Linked DNA regions of Anolis sagrei: region 1 is linked to region 2. Evidence: chromatin contacts called from public Hi-C data. All regions are on one chromosome and are shown on one strand. Each heading gives the region's core, a stretch centred on a gene start, on an enhancer-like site or on the middle of the called end of the contact. The rest is flanking DNA. Distances are from core to core; before and after follow the strand shown.

The links. A called contact is a pair of places that touch in the nucleus more often than the background predicts.
Region 1: a contact with region 2 is called in a Hi-C map of mixed tissue, with 16 times the contacts expected there. The contact joins the promoter of LOC132772276 here to the promoter of SLC19A1 in region 2. A contact is called at or near these places in 2 of 2 Hi-C or Micro-C datasets (both in mixed tissue).

The regions. Positions count from the first base shown.
Region 1 is chr1:235,670,489-235,673,499 of rAnoSag1.mat, reverse strand. It overlaps LOC132772276 (membrane-spanning 4-domains subfamily A member 15-like), which reads right to left and starts at 1,636. Exons shown (of 7, transcript XM_060771226.2): 1 at 1,514-1,636.
Region 2 is chr1:235,386,437-235,389,622 of rAnoSag1.mat, reverse strand. It overlaps SLC19A1 (solute carrier family 19 member 1), which reads left to right and starts at 1,903. Exons shown (of 6, transcript XM_060771397.2): 1 at 1,903-2,049.

The DNA.
Region 1 (3,011 bases), core at 387-2,886, 280 kb before region 2:
CTGCCTGCATAGTATATCCTAGACATGGGCAAACTTGGGCCTTCCAGGTGTTTTGGACTTCAACTCCTACCATTCCTAACAGCCTTAGGCCCCTTCCTTTCTTTCCAGTCCTTTCCGCTTGGACCTGGAGGGTCCAAGTTCGCCCATGTCTGGGATATACTATGCAGGCAGTCCTCGTGTCCCAGCAAAGACCATCAGAAAACACAGTATTTTCTGTTGGTCATGGGGGTTCTGTGTGGGAAGTTTGACCCAATTCTATTGTTGGTGGGATTCAGAATGCTCTTTGACTGTAGGTGAACTATAAATCACAGCAACTACAACTCCCAAATGTCAAGATCTATTTCCCCCAAACTCCACTAGTGTTCACATTTGGGCATATTGAGTATTCGTGCCATGTTCCATCATTGTTTGAGTCTACAGCACTCTCTGGATGTAGGTGAACTACAACTCCAAAACGCAAGGTCAATGCCCCCCAAACTCTTCCAATATTTTCTGTTGGTCATGGGAGCTCTGTGTGCCAAGTTTAGTTCAATTCCATTGTAGGTGGAGTTCAGAAAGCTCTTTGATTGTAGATGAACTGTAAATCCCAGTAACTACAAACTCCCAAACAACAAAATCAATCCCTCCTGCAACCCCACCAGGATTCAGACTTGGATGTATTGGGTATTTGTGTCAAATTTGGTCCAGTGAATGAAAATACATCCTGCATATCAGATATTTGCATTATGATTCATAACAGTAGCAAAATTCCAGTTATGAGGTTGCAGCAAAAATAATTTTACGGTTGGGGTCACCACAACATCAGGAACTGTATTAAGGGGTGGCAACATTAGGAAGGTTGAGAAACACTGCTATATAAAGGAAGTTTCTGGGTAACAACCCCAAGGCTGCATCTGCACTGTCCAATAACACAGTTTGGCACCACTTTCATTACCATGCGTCATCACACTAGAGAATAAATCCACTTAAAATCCGCTTTTGACCTCCTGCAGAATTCCGGGGTTTGTAGTTTAGTGAGGGTATTAAAGGCTCCTCCCTAAACTACAATCCCCCGAATTCTGCAGGAGGCTTAAACCTGATTTTAAGTGGATTTATTTTCTAGTGCAGGCAGGCATGGGCAAACTTCAGCCCTCCAGGTGTTTTGGACTACAACTCCCACAATTCCGGAATTGTGGGAGTTGTAGTCCAAACACCTGGAGGGCTGAAGTTTGCCCATGCCTGCCTAGTGTGATGAAGCGCCATGCAATGGTCTAATCCAGTGGTTCCCAACCTGTGGCTCCCATGTGTTATGACCTACAACTCCCAGAAATCCTAGCCAGTTTACCAGCTGTCAGGATTTCTGGGAATTGACGGCCAAAACATCTGGGGACCCACAGATCATGAGAGTTGTACTTTTTACAAGGCCTTTCGCCTTCTCTGCCTAGGAGTGCAGGTACCTCACCAAACTACATCTCCCAGGGTCACGGAGGAGGAGAGCAACAACTCAAAAAGACAAAGAACGCAAGGGACTCACCGCCGGCCAAGTCCTTTCCAGTCTGAACGGGTGGGTTTGGCGGGGAAGCGCCAGCGTCCGGAGGCGAAAACAAAGTAGCTCCTCCCTCTCTCCCCAAAGCTCCCGCCGAGGAAGGGGGGGGGGGGGGAAACAGGCCCAGTCCCTGAGAGCCTCAGCCTGGAAGGCTTCCCGTGCAGGGAAGAGCCTGAGCCTCCCTCTCCCGGCTTCAGGAGTTCAGGAGCATCTCCAACATATCCAGCTACTCGCCACTTGTTTTTGTTGGACTTCTGAAGGTCTTAAGCCGGTCCTGGCTCAACTTGGAGCAGAAATAAACCACATACACAGCAAATATGAGGATTGAGTGAAAAGTAATGCCTCCACCTTCGTAATTCATCAACAGATGGTAGTACTGGCATGCGGCAGGTACTGGCTTGTTCAGTAGACTCTTCTCTACAGTTCCATTTTGGCGGAAAGCTTTAGCATTGAATGGTTGTGTTGTTAAAGTGCAAAGTATGGAACCCTGCCCAGATGATCAGTCAATGCGATTTAAGCAACATGCAGTCATTGAATTCTTGACAGCAGAAGGTGTCACCCCAAAGGAGATTCATCAGGGAATACAAGCTGTTTATGGAGCCCCCGGTGGCGCAGTGGGTTAAACTGAAGACCGACAGGTTGCAGGTTGGAATCTGGAGAGAGCGTGGATGAGCTCCCTCTGTCAGCTCCAGCTCCCCATGCGGGGACATGAGAGAAGCCTCCCACAAGGATGTTTTTTTTTTTTTTGTCGTGTCAGGAGCGACCTGAGAAACTGCAAGTCTCTTCTGGTGTGAGAGAATTGGCCGTCTGCAAGGACGTTGCCCAGGGGACGCCCAGATGATTTTTTGATGTTTTATCATCCTTGTGGGAGGCTTCTCTTATGTCCCCGCATGAGGAGCTGGAGCTGATAGAGGGAGCTCATCCACCTCTCTCCGGATTGGAACCTGCGACCTGTCGGTCTTCAGTCCTGCCAGCACAGGGGTTTAACCCACTGCGCCACCAAGGATGGTAAAACATCAAAATATCCGGGCGTCCCCTGAGCTATGTCCTTGCAGACAGCCAATTCTCTCACACCAGAAGCAACCTGCAGTTTCTCAAGTCACTCCTGACACGGAAAAAAAATGGCATAGACCAGGGGTCCTCAAATTAAACTCACCCCCCCCCCCAAATCAAAATCCTGGCTATGGGCCTGGGTCCAAGGCACTCTCAGAATTTTCCTTCAATGTCACAGTTCAAAAGCATCTATCTTCCTTCACTAAACCTTCCATATGGTCCAGCTTTCACTTCCATAGGTTACTACAGAGAATACTATTGCTTTAACTATGCGGATCTTTGTTGGATGACACATAGGTGTGTCCTCAATGTCCTCACTGCAGGAGAACATGCAGATTAAGAATAGGTATCTGCAATCAAATCTATGAACCTACTTGGTAGGCAATCATACTCGGCCAGGAGGGATCACTGATGATGAAGATGAAAAGTAAAG
Region 2 (3,186 bases), core at 654-3,153:
CCAGCGTGAGCCAATCGGGGGGGGGGGGGGGGGGCTGGGCGGGAGTTTCAAACACATAGCAATGTTAATGCATGGAACCCTTATGTATATATATGCCCGCCTTTCCCATATTCAATATGCTTATATACTTTGAATACCCATTGCTATGCAAGTGTTCCTTCTGCAGATTGAATAAAACTTCTGTTGTTTGCCTTCACGCTGGTAAGATACTGATTTCTCGACTTGGAACATACGCAGTTAGCAGAGCCCGCCAGGCTTTCCCTGGGTATCCGTGGGTTTGCAAAAACTCAATTTTTTGGCTTCACGTTGAACTATATAAGTCAGGGGTCCTCAAACTTTTAAAACAGAGGGCCAGGTCACAGTCCCTCAAACTGCTGGAGGGCTGGATTATAATTACAAAAACATGAATGAATTCCTATGCACCCTGCACATATCTTATTTGTAGTGCAAAAAACAATACAATAATCAGAATGAAGAATTTTTTTAACTAATATAAACTTATTAGTATTTCAATGGGAAGTGTGGGCCTACTTTTGGCAGATGAAATAGGATCGTTGTTGTTGTTGTGTGCTTTCAAGTCATTTCAGACTTAGGTTGACCCTGAGTGAAAGCTAGGTAAGTGACCTTGGAGGGCCATATCCAGCTCCCGGGCCTTAGTTTGATAACCCCTGATATAAGTGATGTCAAACTGTGTGGCTGCACCCCAAGACAATTCCTGGCAGATTTTCCTCAGAGGAGGTTGAATTGTTCTCGTGCATAAATGTGTTAGTTCTTAAAGTTTGGACACACTGCAAGAATGCATCTACATCAGGCATGGGCAAACGTTGACCCTCCCTCCAGGACATTGGACTTCAACTCCCACAATTCCTAACAGCCTCAGGCCCTTTCCTTTTCCCCTTCAGCTGCTTAAGCCTGAGGCTATTAGGAATTGTGGGAGTTGAAGTCCAAATGTCCTGGAGGGCCAAAATTTGCCCATGCCTGATCTACACTGTAAGATTAATACAGTTTGACCCCACTTGATCTGCCATGGCTCCATGCTAAGGAGTTGTAGTTTTATGACGGTTTTCACCTCCTCTGCTAGAGAGAGCTGGTGCCTCACCAGCAACGCTCAGGATTTATTAATTTATTTTGAATATTTGTACCCCACCCTTTTCAACCCCCGGGGGGGGGGGGAGGGGATCAGGGCAGCTTCTAATCGACAGCAATTTGATGCCTCAATATATACATAATAAAAACAAACAGTCAATAATTATAAATAGTTAAAAACATTAAAACAATCCAATTAAAATCTACTAAGAATTACCACTCTGGTAGCATTAGCCAAAAACTGTGGTTGGATGCGCCATCAAACTTATCCACAATCCATTTCCAAGCTATTGTCAACATTGTCATTGTCACTGTTCGCTTAATGACCTGAAGGCCTGGTCCCACATCCAGTTTTTAACTTTTTTCTAAAGGTGAGGAGGGATGAAGACGACCTAATTTCCCCGAGGAGTGAATTCCACAGGCGGGGGGGGGGGGGGGGGGGGCACCACTGAGAAGGCCCTGTCCCTCATCCAGGCCAAGCGTGTATGAGACATACTAAGGATTCCTTAGTATGGAGCCATGCCAGTTAAAGTGGGGTCAGACTGCATTCACACACATTATCTGAATGTGGACTCAGATAACCCAGTTCAAAAAAGATACTGTGGGATTTCCTGCCTTGATATTCTGGGATATAGGGCTGTGTGAAAGGGCCCCTACAGTGCAGGTGAAACATAAGGCTTTCCTTTACAAGAGAGGCCTCAGGTGGAGGTGGCCTCAGGTGGAGGTGAAACCTGGGTGGGATCCTAGCCTAGCTCTCCTCTAAAGGCTCAGTGCGTTCAGTGGGGCTCCTTCCTAGGGAGAGGACGGGGGGAGGAGTCCTTTTGAGCCTCTTCGGTCCGCTTTTCTGGCCATTTCCAAAAGGGAAACCAAGCCCACAGCAGTTGCTGTTTTGGAGACGGACACAACGGATCCCAAGAGCAAGAAAAGAGGTGCCACCCAAACATGAGGCAGAAGCTCCTGGTGGTAAGCGCTGCTCTGCGGTGGAATATACAGCCTGGGAGCATGGAGTGTGGACCCTTCTCTAAAGCAGAGACTGGATGGCCAATCTGTCGAGGGCACTTTGAATGTGTGTTCCTCCAATGGTAAAGTGGGGTTGGCCTGGATGGCCCTTGGGAGTCTCTCTCTTCCAACTCTGCGGGGCGAAAGAAGGGCAGAGTTCGCGGAGGCGAGGGCCCCGTTAATCATTGCAGTGCTTTCCTTTCAGTGGGAGCCGCAGCGCCGCGGTTTGCAAGCGCCTCTTTCCCGGGGGCACCTTCCGCCCTGCTTGCATTGTGGGCCTTGTAGTTCAGCCGAGGCTGAGGCCAGAACTACAGCTCCCAGCAGGCGCGGCTCCCCACGTGCGAGCAGGCGGGCAGTGCCCACGGAGCTGGCCCTGGTGCAGATAACTGGACCCAAGCCGGAGGTAAGGAGAGTCTCGGGAGAAGTGGCTCCCTCTCGTTTGCTCTCCGGAGGGGGAGCTGGGCTGCATCTGCAAGGTAGCATTGATACAGTTCGGCACCACTTGGCTCCATGATGTGGGATCCTGGGAGTTGTAGTCTGGGGAGGCACCAGAGAAGGCGAAAGACCCTGTAAACAAGCAGCACCTCTCCTAGGATTCCATAGCCTTGAGCCCTGGCAGTGCACGTGGTGTCAAACCGCATTAAGCCTACAGTGTAGCTGCACCCAGGCTCTCTTGGCATGTGCACCTTCCATCTGTGGCCGAGGGAATGCCTGCCTGGCTCTCTACGGAGCTCTGCCCTGCTCATCTCATCAGCCAAGCGGGTGTTTGTGCAGCTAAAGCTTTTGTCTTACTGGGTTTGTTTGTTTACCATTAGGATGCCTATAATTAGGACCAAATGTGTTTGGGATTCTGGGTTTTGTACCTCCAGATTTTGGGATATTTGCATATACTGTTGGCCCTTTCTATTCAGAAAGTCAGCAGTCCTCAGCCTGAGTATTCTCTCCCGCCCCCTCTCTCTATATATGTATCAGGCATGGACAAACTTGGGCCCTCCAGATGTTTTGGACTCCAACTCCCACCATTCCTAACAGCCTCCGGTCCCTTCCTTTTCCCTCTCAGCCAGGGGAGGGGGAGGGGGAATGTCCATTGACAGAGAGCTA